Regions from separate parts of the Bos taurus genome. Here region 2 is linked to region 1. The links are chromatin contacts, called in public Hi-C maps. All regions are on one chromosome and are shown on one strand. The core of a region is the stretch at or near the end of the contact, and the rest is flanking DNA. Distances in the headings are between cores, read along the strand shown.

Region 1 (5,716 bases), core at 1,038-3,537:
TGCAGAAGAAGTGAGAGAGATGGGGAAAAAAGACCACAGAGGCAAATTGGTCTTTTCTGGGTCAACATCTGCCAGAAAACATTGCAGAATTAGCCCCCACTGTGTTTTTCTCAGTCGCTTCCCGCTGAACTTCACTTGCTCTGCGGGGCAAAGAGCAGAGAATCCTATTTTCTTCTTGCCACCTTCGATCTAAAGCAATAGACCAGCAGCATCAACACGGCCTGGGAACTTGTTTAAAATGCAAAATCTCAAACTGTTACATACAGGATGGGCAAGCAACAAGGTTCTACTGCACAGCACACGGAACTACAGTCAATCTCCTGTGATAAACCATAATGGAAAAGAAAAAAATAGACAAAATCCCAAACCCCAGGCCCAGACAAACTGACTCAGAAACTCAGGGGGTGGAGCTCGGTAATCTGTAATTCAACAAGCCCTCCAGGTGACGGTGATGCATGGCAGCATTTGAAAACCACTAATGTAGAGAACGCGAGGTTCAGACAGGGGAGAGGAGAGGGGCAGGAGGGGAGTAGAGCAGGGTGGCTGTGGCTCACAGGCCCCCATCTCACACCTTCTGCTTCATAGCTCTGTGCTCTTGGCCACATTCTTGCCACACACTCAGAAGCGGCCTCATGAGGTGAGAACCTTTGGTGACACCCAGGGATCAAAGGACCCATGGCTGCCACCACCATGAGGGAAAAGCCGTGGGCCGAAGCAAGCTGGGCTTTCCCTGGCCTCTCGACTGTTGAAATTTTAGGAATCACCTAAAAACGAACCTCCAAGGGGAAATCCAAAAGCTAAAGTGAAGATTCCCCTAGAAGACACTAGGGGGAGACCCATCTCTGGCCTGGGAAGGGGAGGAAGCAACTCAGGTCTAGAAGAATTCAGACCATGTGTTTCTCAAGTTGATTCGCTGGTGACCTCTACTAAATCAACCAAACTGAACCGCACCTTTCAAGAGGACAGGCAGTGACCACTGAGTCAGAGTGATGTAATCAGAGAGGATGAGGAAAGCGTCACGTGTCTGCTCACTCCCAGTCCAGTTTCCAGCTAAGGAAACTATAGAGGATAGAGAGGACCCGGGGTCACACAGCAGGTCTGTGACGGGACACAGGTTCGGAGCCCCAGCAGGCCCGGTTCCCCACCCAGGAGAGATGGGCAGGGCCGCTTACCTACTTGGTGCGACCCAGGGCTAAAAGACAATGCTAGCCTTTTGTTCAAAAACTGTTAAGGCTTTCAAGGAGAGGACAGCAGAGCATTAAAATCCAGAGGAGGGGGAGGTTGTGAAGCCTGTCCTCGGACTGTAGAAAGGAATCTCTCTCTGAGTCCCACAGGAGGGCTGTCTACTCCAGGTGCAAAGCAGGGCTTTTGCGGGCGCGGGTGGTGGTGGTATTTCCACAGGAATTACTAGAACTGCTATGGGGAGAGGCAGATTTGACTTAGAAAGGAAAGCTCTCCCAACCTTTGAGGGGCCGGAGTGTTCGCACGGACCTAGGATCACCAGAACTCCAGTCTTCCGGGAAAGGACTCTCCCACAGGCCAGGGCTGCTGCGAAAGGGGAAATCCAACCAGGGTGAACGCGGCGCGCGGACAGCCCGCTGCCATCAGCATCGGAAGCGTCCCCCGCCGTCACGGGACTCGGAGCCGCGGCGGGCCCGCGAGCCGGAGCCGGGCATCCCCTGCCTGCGCCCGGCTCGGCGCGCGCGGGGGCGGCGGACTGCGGCGAGCGCCGTAGGGGAAGGGCCGGGGGATGCATCCCTCCGGTGGGCGTGAAAACCGAGAGGCCAGCGGGCCGACTCTGAGCCGGTGGACGTCTCGCTGGACCCCCATTCTCCGTTTCTAAGCCCTTCCCTCCGGCCCGTTCCCTCCTCCGGGCGGGTTGGGGTGTGGATTGGGGGCGTGGGAACCTGAGGTTGGAGGGTGGAAATCTGGGGTTGGGGGTGAAGGATGGGAGAGGCGAGGAGGTAGAGCTGAAGGCAGGAGGCTCCTACAGAATGCCTCTTCCGAGTTGTCCTGTAAAGAAGCTTTACACGTGCAACCCTTCAGCTGCCCCGGCTACCTGAAGACACCCCGAAATCCACACTCGCCCAGGCGTCCCCCACCGCCGCCCCTGCCCGTCGGGCGGTCGGTGGTTCCCTCGGGTCTTCCTTCCTGCCTCTCAGAGGTCTCCCCGCCCCCGCCCCGCCCCGCCCCGCAGGCTGCGGTCCCTTTAAAGGCGCGCCGGTCTGGGGCCGCCCCGCTCTCGAAGAGGACTCGGGAGGAGCGCCAGCGCGGAGAGCCGCCCGGCATGGCCATGGCGTCCCCGGCCATCGGGCAGCGCCCGTACCGGCTGCTCTTGGAGCCAGAACCGCCGCACTATCTGCAGAGCCTGAGCGACCCCGAGCCGCTGCCGCCGCCGCCGCCGCCGCCCCCCCCGGGCCACTCCTCGCGCCGCTGCGCCCCCGCGCCGCTCTCCACTGCGCCCGGGGCGCACGAGAGACGCAGTGCCTGGAGGGCCGCCCGGGGGGACCCGGAGCCCCAGCCCCGGGCCTCCCGACCCGCTCGCCCTCTCCGGCCTGGTCTGCAGCAGAGACTGAGGCGGCGGCCTGGCGCGCCCCGGCCCCGCGACGTGCGCAGCATCTTCGAGCAGCCGCAGGATCCCCGCGTCCCGGCGGAGCGAGGCGAGGGCCACTGCTTCGTGGAACTGGCGCTGCGGGGTGGCCGCGGCTGGTGCGACCTGTGCGGGCGAGAGGTGTGGTGGCGGGCACTGAGCTGCGCTAGTAAGTGTGAGGGTCGGGGTCGGGCGGGGCTGGGGCGCGCGGGAAGACCGCAGTCTGCCCGCGAGCGGCTGCGAGCGAGCCGGCTGGGGCGAGCCGAGAGGGGGCGCTGACCCCTCCGGCTTCAGGGGAGACCAGGATTTTCACCGAGGCAGGTAGCCCCTGGACACACTCTCCTCCTTAGTGCCCTTAGGTATGCTTGTGCGGTATTTAACAAGCACCTCTTCCTCTGACAGGTGCGCGTCTCGCCCCTCTCCAGATACAGCCAGTGCGCGGGCGCGCGCGCGCGCGCACACACACACACACACACACACACACAGACACACACACACACACAGACACACACACACACACACACACACACGCTGGGGTTGATGCCTGATGCTACCAGATCATTCTCCTGGGTCTCCAGTGCCCTCTCTTGCTTTTTTGTAGCTTCTTGAGAGTGGGCTGTGAGGCTATTCTTGAGATGACCGTTTGGCCCCTGCTTATTAGGGTAATGGCTGATGACTTTGTCTGCCTGCCTGCCTGTGGTACACCCTTCCTCCAGGGTGACCTGTGGGGACAGGGAAGAGACCTGGTTGGGCTTTGGATGGACAGAGGCCATGAGGCTTGAGAAGAGCGTGAAGTGACCCTGGATCCCTGCCCTCTCCCGCCGTCCACCTCTGGCCCCTCGGACCTTTGCCCTCTGCTCTGACGTTTGGCTGGGCCTTGCTTCCTCCTCTTCCTCCTACTGGCTACTGCACCAGGCATCAGGCTCGAGAATTACCCAACTACCTGCCCTGTCTCACCCTCCCCAGAGCTCTCAGGTCCCTCCAGCCTCCTCCCCTGAGCCAGAATCTTCTCAAAGCCTGACTATAAAACACTGGACATCCACTGTATAGATTTTCTGAGCACATTTGCGGTCTTCTTGGGGGTTTGTTATTTTTCTCTTCCAGCAGTTAGGTGTGTATATTTCTTCAGTGATGTTTCTTTTCTTCTTTTCTTATTAGAGTTATCTAGAAAAATAGATTTTCCTATTAGACTTATCTAGAAAAATAGATTTTTTTCCCTATTAGATTTATCTAGAAAAATAGATTTCTTCTTTTCCTGTTCCCCACCCCATAATTGCTGTTGCCATGTTTGGCAGACGATACCCACACCCATGTGCCTATGTGTTTATGTAGATAGTTTAAATATCTGAAGCGCAAAGTGCAGACGATGGTACAGCCTCTAGAAAGCATCTCTGGAAATGGCTTGGGGTCGCATCTTTCAGCCAAGCTTCTTCCCACATGACAGCAGCCCCCATCTCCCATCCAGCTGCAGCATTGTGCAGCAGCAACTGTTACACTCTCATCACGAAAGCCTGACCTTGCCTCTCTGCAGTCCCCAGCCAAGGCTGTGCGGTGTGCTTCCCACTGCAGCTGGCTTCAGGGCAGCAGAGCTCAGACTCGAAGCCAGGATCCAGCGGAAGAGGAGTGTGGGAGGTGGGGGTGGGTTCTGCTCCCTCCACCATCAAAACTCAGTTCAGGTGCTAATTAATAAGGAAAGGGCGATAGATACAGAAATGTGTGATGTGGGCGGAGGGCTGCTGTCACTTGGCAAATCGCCCTGACCTTCAGTAGAATCAAATGCAACTTTCCCACAGATGTGTTTGCAGCTTTTGCCCTCTCAAGGGCCCTGGGGTACTTTACTGCCTCCCAACAGTAACATAGAGAGGCAGTATTCTCTTTGTAATGGGTTTTAGTGTGCTGGAATCCCAGGAAAGCTGCTTCATTGGAATTCTAGTTTGTATTAGGACGTTGAGGCCTTCAGTTGGTCTAGTGGTTAGGACTCCATGCTTCCACTGCAGGGTTTGATCCCTCATCGGGAAACTTAATATATTGCATGCCTTGCAGCGTGGCAAAAACTGAGAAAAGTTTAAAAGCAAGAGTGAAAAAGACACTTGGAGGACTGTATCAATTGTTGAACATTTGGCATATAGTTTTACGACTGGCGGGGTTGTTGTTGGTAATGGTGTCTGTGTGTTTATTTGTGTATATGCATGATACTCCATGATTAAATGAATTTATGCAGAGCTTCCCTTGTGGCTCAGCTGGTAAAGAATCTGCCTGCAATGCGGTAGACCTGGGTTCGATCTCTGGGTTGGAAAGATCCCCTGGAGAAGGGAAAGGCTACCCACTCCAGTATTTTGGCCTGGAGAATTCCATGGGGTCTCAAAGAATGGGACACAACTGAGTGACTCTCACTTTCATACTTTCACATTAGACAGTTTCTTGTGAAAGGAAGCCCCAGGTGAATACGCGTGTCCTCTGATTTCTGTGTGACTTAGTAGCCCTCAGCTAGGTGGGTTAGTACCAACCAGGGATGTCTGAACACCGGAGAGGGAGCAGAGTTGGAATCAAGGGACTACAGAGAGGAGCCTCTGTTTGTCATTATTAATATTTAACTGATTGTGGACTTGTAGCCTGATGGAAACAGTTGAGAAATGTTCTGATGGCTGGCAGGCCAAACTCACCAATCATCTTTCTTTCAACTGAAGTTCTAATTCCATGGTGGGGTGGGTTTGTTTTATCTTTGTTTTAAAAAGCAAGGGTCAGAAACATGACTTTTGAAAGGCAGTACTCTGCAGTGCCTAAGAGAACAGCCTGGAACCAGAAGACCTAGGTTTGAATCCTGATGTTGCCAATTAGTCTCTGTGTGACCCTGGGTACCTCTGTGTTCCTCTTCTGTGTTTTAAAAAATTGAGATGATAGCATTACCTTCTCAATTGTGTTCATGTGAGAATTTAATGAATTAATATATGGAAAGGGCTTAGAACAGTGCCTGGTAGAAGGCAACTTAAACATTTAGGGCAGTATGAATGTTATTATTATCCCCTCCCATCCAGCGGCTGTAACAATTTGCCTGGGCTCCCGGCACTTCTTAGGATCACCTTTCCGAACAGTGAGAGCCGTTTTCCAGCTCTGCTCGGTTGCTGA
Region 2 (5,575 bases), core at 2,390-4,889, 37 kb after region 1:
ATGCCCCGAAGACTTTACCCTTCCGGTGGTGCGAAAGTTGCTCTTACCCCGTCCCCCTGTGATGAAAGAATCCCAGGGGCTCCCCAGTGCCCTCCGGACGAAGTGAGACCTCTGCTGGTTTGGCTTGGTCCTTTCCATGCCTACCCGAGAGCGGAAGCCCTTGCCCACAGCTGTGGATTCTTACCAGGACCTGCTGCTGCCCAGAGGGACGTGGCAGCTCTGTGCTCGGCCTTTGGTGCCCCTTTCCTTGGCACGTGGAAGGCACAGGCGACAAGACAAAAACAGCAGCACTCTCCCTCCCGCTCAACTCTCTTGCGGCCAGCGATGGGATCTCCTGTCCATCGGGCCCAGATTCCCCCGCTCCTGGTGGCACCCCAGAACCCAGGAGCAGGATTCAGAAACGAGGCTCTCCGTCCCAGTCTGCGAGTCCAGCCCGTCCCGCTGCAGTCCCCAAACCTCCCCCAGGCGAGTCCAGCCCGTCCCGCTGCAGTCCCCAAACCTCCCCCAGGCGCTTCCCACAGCGAGGACTCTGGCCATATCAATAATCCACCTGTGCTACTCTTTACTTAATATTCCTCTTCAAATAGATTTCTTTTATTAAACTTAAACTTATGTTACAGGGAAAAGTTTCAGTCCTTGAATCACCATTCATGTACTTAGGATTTTTTTTTCCTGATACACATAATTAATATTTAATCTCTAAAATTAAAAAAGCAGCATGCCTAAGGACTGTCTCAGATTCCTTCCACATGTAATGATAGAGCCAGGCATTGCTTTAAAGTCCTCTCCGCTGCCCTCAGTGGGCAGCAGAGACTGCTCTCCCCAAATACCAGCGCACTGGGTCCAGCCACTGCCTCCTGGGCACTGTGATCAGTGGAGAGAACTGTAGGGGTACCAGGAAGGAAATTCCAGCCACTGGCACTAAGACCCATGTGGTTTTCCAAAGGAGGCGTGGACCTGCGTGTACTGACAAGGGATGGTGCCAACAGAGACAAGTCACTCAGTGGTACATAAAGACAATCAATTTGTACCTTGTACATGTGTGTGTGTGTGTGTAAATGTGTGTGAGAGTGAGGGCCTGCAGGGCACCCAGCCAACTGCTGGAAGATATTTCACCTTGGGAGGGGTGGGGGGTGACCAGGGTAGAGTGAGAGAACCCTTGACTTTTGCCCTTTGCTTCGGGGCTATTTGAATAACCCGATGCTGTCCAGATGGTTCTAGTGTAATATTTCTAAAAGGTAATACCTGTTTTCTTAAAAGAAGGACTCTTGGCCTGGATGACAGGAGAGCCCGGTTCTAATTCAGACTGTGCAGATGACATTGTGGACGTGTGACGGGCACAGGACTCTTAGCTTCCCTGAGCCTCAGGTTTCTCCTCTGAGCGATGGTGGTTCTGTGGCTTGGTATCACCAGGTAACATTCCAGGGCCGTCCCTGTGCCTTCAACAGCCTTACTGGATTTTTTTTTTATCATGTCGCCCTGTGATGGAAGCCCCGGGCAGCTTCCTATTACCCTCAAAGTCAGCCTGAATCTGGATTAGCACACAAAACCCTTCACTGTCTGGCTCTGCCTACTCTCCACAATACCAGAAAGATGCATTCTTCTCCTGGACATAAACCCAGGACACTATGGTTTTGTGGTTTGCTGGGCACTCTCGCTACAAGACACGATTATCCCCTTCTTTGCGGCCTCTTATTGCTCTGCTCTGTTGATAAAAGGACTCGAGACCGTGTCCGCCTTCACCAAGGGGCGGGGGCTGGCCGGCTGGCCTTTCAGCCCTCCCGGTCGGGCCGCCCAGACTTTCTCCGCGTGTCCCCCGCCCCGCCGCCCCTGGCAGCCCCCCGCGGTCCTCCCCTCGCAGGACGCCCGCTGCAATCGCCTCCCACGGCCCCCCGCAGGCACGGAGCGGTGACCCAGCTGGTCTGGAGAGCCGGGTTTCCTGCCTCCCGGCCCTGTCCTGTCTCCGCGGCCGCACCTCCGTTGCCCTGCCCTGCCCCTGCCGAGGGCTCGCTTCTCCGAACCCTTCAGGAGGATGCCCCAGCCCCCAGCGCCGCGCCACACGCCGAACCCAGAGCCGCCACACGGGGGAGCCCCGGAGCCGGAAGGGAAGACCCGCGGGGACCGGGTCTGCCTCTGCAGAGGCTGGGGCTTCCTTAGGAGCACTCCCGATAGATGCGTGCGCGCCTCTCCAGGGATTCTGGCCCTGGGTCTCCTGTGAAACGCTCTAAAGGTTTATCAGGCTGAATTGTGATACCCACGTTAGCTAACATTTGTTGAGGCACACCATGTGCTCTGTCTGCTTCTTTTATCAATTATTGAGAAAGGGGTGTTGAAATCTCCAACTCTAATTGTAGATTTGGCCACTTCTCCTTCCAATTCTATCTTGTACTTTGAAGCTCCATCATTCAGTACGTAAACACTTAACATTATTACAGTCTCTGGATTAATTGACCTTTTTCATTATGAAATAAACTTCTTTATCTTTGGCAATATTCTTTGTTCTGAAATCGACTTTGTCTGATGTTGATATAGCCACTGCGGCGTTCTTTTGATTACCATTAGCATGTTATTTCTTTATCCATCCTTTTATTTTAGACTATTTGTGTCTTTATATGTAAAGGTCATGTCTTACAGAAAGCAAGTAGTCAGATCTTGTTTTTCTTAATCCAATTGGATCATCTCTGCTCTTTGAGTTATTTAGTTCATTTGCATTTAATGTGGTTATTGATATAATTAGATTTGAAATCTATCATCTTGCTGTTTGTTTTCTATTCGCCCTATTTGTTCTTTGTTTCCTTTTCTTCCTTCTTTTGGATCAATCGAATACATTTTACACTTCTATCTCATTTGTTGCCAGCCCATCCACAGCTGCCAAAGGAAAGGGCCAGTCCCCAGCCACCCCCCACCACAGATTTCCCTCCATGCTCTAGAAACCAGAAGTGCTGGCCGAAGTTGTCAGTGATCCCACTCCACTCAGCAGCTGCCTCTAACAGGAGCCGCCCTAAGGCCTGTCTGACGGCCCAGGGGAGCTCAGTTCTGATCAGACAGTGGGAATGGCTTCCCAACCAGGAGGCTCTTGATATCCTGGCGCCAAGCAGAGCCAGAGCTCCAGCCCTTACTTCTCTAGAAATGCTTAAGCGCTGGAGATGTATCTCTGTGCCCCTCACAGCCCCACCCACTCCTCCCAACCTAGAACCAGTCTGTGCCTGAGATGACCTCTGGCTGAGCCAGCTTGTCCTGAGGCCCTAAGGAGGCAACAAGCCTCTCTCTCTCTACATGCAGCAGTACAAGAGTTGTTCACACATCTCACATCCGTGACCACATTGCCCTGGCTCCTGAAGGATTGAAGAGATCACGTGAGGGATGGGATTGTTGGTCAGAAACATCTTTTATGCTTCTCTAGTTCCCCTAAAGGAGGGCAGCTAGAAGGCCAACTCCCCAGGCCTGCCTCAGACCCAGCAACAGCCCTCCAGGGCCTCTGCGTCTTAGTCTGGGCTGATCTAACTGCCTTCTGTGTGTGTGTCAGGGCCCTAGCAAAGCTGGCAGCCTGACAGCCCAGGAAGCGAAGCGTGGAGAGGGCTAGGAGCCCCGGAAAACTGCCTCTGCTGTGAGTCAGCCTCCACGGTGTTCAGCTGCATACCTCTCACAACAGGAAGTCATCGGGGGAAGCTGAGCTCAGTGGTGCACTCACAGTCTAATGCTGTCAGATGCTGCTCTCAGGACACGGGGTGGCAGTAAGGTTTACCCCAGAGAGGGCATCTGAGAAAGGCTGCTTCCAAGAGGCGCTGGGAAGGTGCGGCGGAGACACAAGAGGACTCTGATGGCAGAGGAGACCGAGAGCAAGGCCACGAGTGGGGAGGGCGGCTGCCGGTGACGTGAGGCGAACGTGTGTGCCTGTAAGGAGGGCTGCCTGAGTGTGGCTGGAGGTGGGCACGGCCTGTAGGCTGGGCACGTGCTATAAAGGGCCTTGAAAGATCTGCTCTGGAGTTGAGGATATTGTTGTAGGCACTGAGGCGTCACTGGCGGCAGGACAGCTATGGTGGAAAATCGTCAGACACGGAGGCTCTGGGTTTGAAATCTGATCCCACTATTTATTTGCTCTTTGGTTTGGGGCAAATCAGCCATCCTGAGTCTCATTTTACTCATCTGTAAAATATGTTCTTACAGGGTTGTGACAATATACAGCCTTGATGTACTCCTTCCCAACTCTGAACCGGTCCATTGTCCCATGTCTGGGGGATTAAGTGCAAGAATGAAGTATATGGAAGAAAAAAAAAAAGAATGAAGTATATGAGAGCTCGGTAGCTCCAATATGACATCTTATTTCATGTTGTTCAGACTAGCTGTTAGGAGAAAGCAGGGACTATGTGTTCTTCAGAACACCCAGTCTAGTGCCTGCCACGTAGAAAGTGCTCTGTAATTATTTGTTGAATAAATGAATAAGCTTGATACTAAGTCTTGATCCTCAGTACTTATGCAATAATTATTAGTTGACATCTGAATGGGAAGATTTTTTGATGAAATAGCCCTGATCAGATCTCGGTCTAGACGGGTAACTTTGGCAACAAGACAGTGGGGAATTCGGAGGAGTCAGGATGGGAACGAAGAACATTATTGGAAGGCTTTGCAATAATCTGTGTTAATGGCATCCATCAAGATAGGAAATTCTAAAGGAGGGGGAGCAGAGGGAGGTTGAGGCCCCGAATAATCAGCTCCGTTTGGACCTGTTAAGAGTGAGGCCGTGGTGGGGAGGGCTGGGTACCTGGTGAAGCATTCATCTGGAGGACCTGGGGGAGAGGGCATCATGAGACAAGTCAAGTGTGGTTGATGCCATTGGCCTAGACTCAGCTCCCAGGGACAATGTGAAGGCGGAGCGAGTGGAAGAAACAGTCAGTGAACTGTGGAAAACCCCAGTGAGCCAAAGGAAAGACAGGGTCATAGGCAGACTGAGAAAGCAGCTCCTGACTTGTCTGGGACAGACTCCAGTGTCAGGCAGGGTGACTGTTTGAGAGCGGTCGGGGATAGGTTCTGCATGCTCTGTGTGTGTGCATTCACGGGTCTGGGTCTGGAGTCAGACCAGCTGGGCTGATTTGGCTCCACCGGAACTAGCATGTCTGACTGTGTGCAGATTACTTGACCTGCCAGAACCTCCTCTTCCACTCTGTAAAGTAGAGATATTGAAGCCGCCTCCCCCGTTTGCTGTAGGGATTAAATGAAATGAAGCACATAAAGTCACTAGGAAGACAGCGTCCACACAAGGCAGCTAATGATCACTCCAGTGGTTTCGGGGGTGGGTTGGCACCTCACCTGGTTTTCGGCCTCTGAATGTGTTTGTCGCTCATGAGGCCCCAAACCTGATCTCTGGACCCCTCCATGGATCCTGGATGAGGACATCTGAGGTCCAAAGTTGCTGAAGCTCCCCCAGCAAGCTAGAGCTGGAGCTGGGCCTGGAATATCAGCCCCCTGGCTTCCATTTCTGTACCACAGCTTTCCTGGAACACAGACCCACAGGGTGGATTTGACAAGGGATCTGGCCACGTGTCAGGATGGCATTTGAGAGAGGAAGAAAGTTTCA

What was found. Hi-C and Micro-C count contacts between places; a contact is called where the count stands out from the background.
Region 2: a contact with region 1 is called in a Hi-C map of liver, with 4 times the contacts expected there. The contact joins the enhancer-like site here to the promoter of RASSF5 in region 1. A contact is called at or near these places in 2 of 11 Hi-C or Micro-C datasets (liver and skin fibroblasts).

The regions. Positions count from the first base shown.
Region 1 is chr16:4,291,595-4,297,310 of ARS-UCD2.0, forward strand. It overlaps RASSF5 (Ras association domain family member 5), which reads left to right and starts at 2,288. Exons shown (of 6, transcript NM_001113760.3): 1 at 2,288-2,759. The coding sequence starts at 2,288.
Region 2 is chr16:4,327,307-4,332,881 of ARS-UCD2.0, forward strand. The region is part of intron 2 of RASSF5 (Ras association domain family member 5); the gene reads left to right. Among named protein-coding and RNA genes, the nearest start is that of RASSF5, 36 kb to the left of the region's middle. Within about 2 kb of position 3,640, at least 42 of the 102 cell types and tissues checked have an H3K27ac peak or open chromatin away from gene starts, as enhancers often do. A contact at or near this core is called in liver, where this site is marked.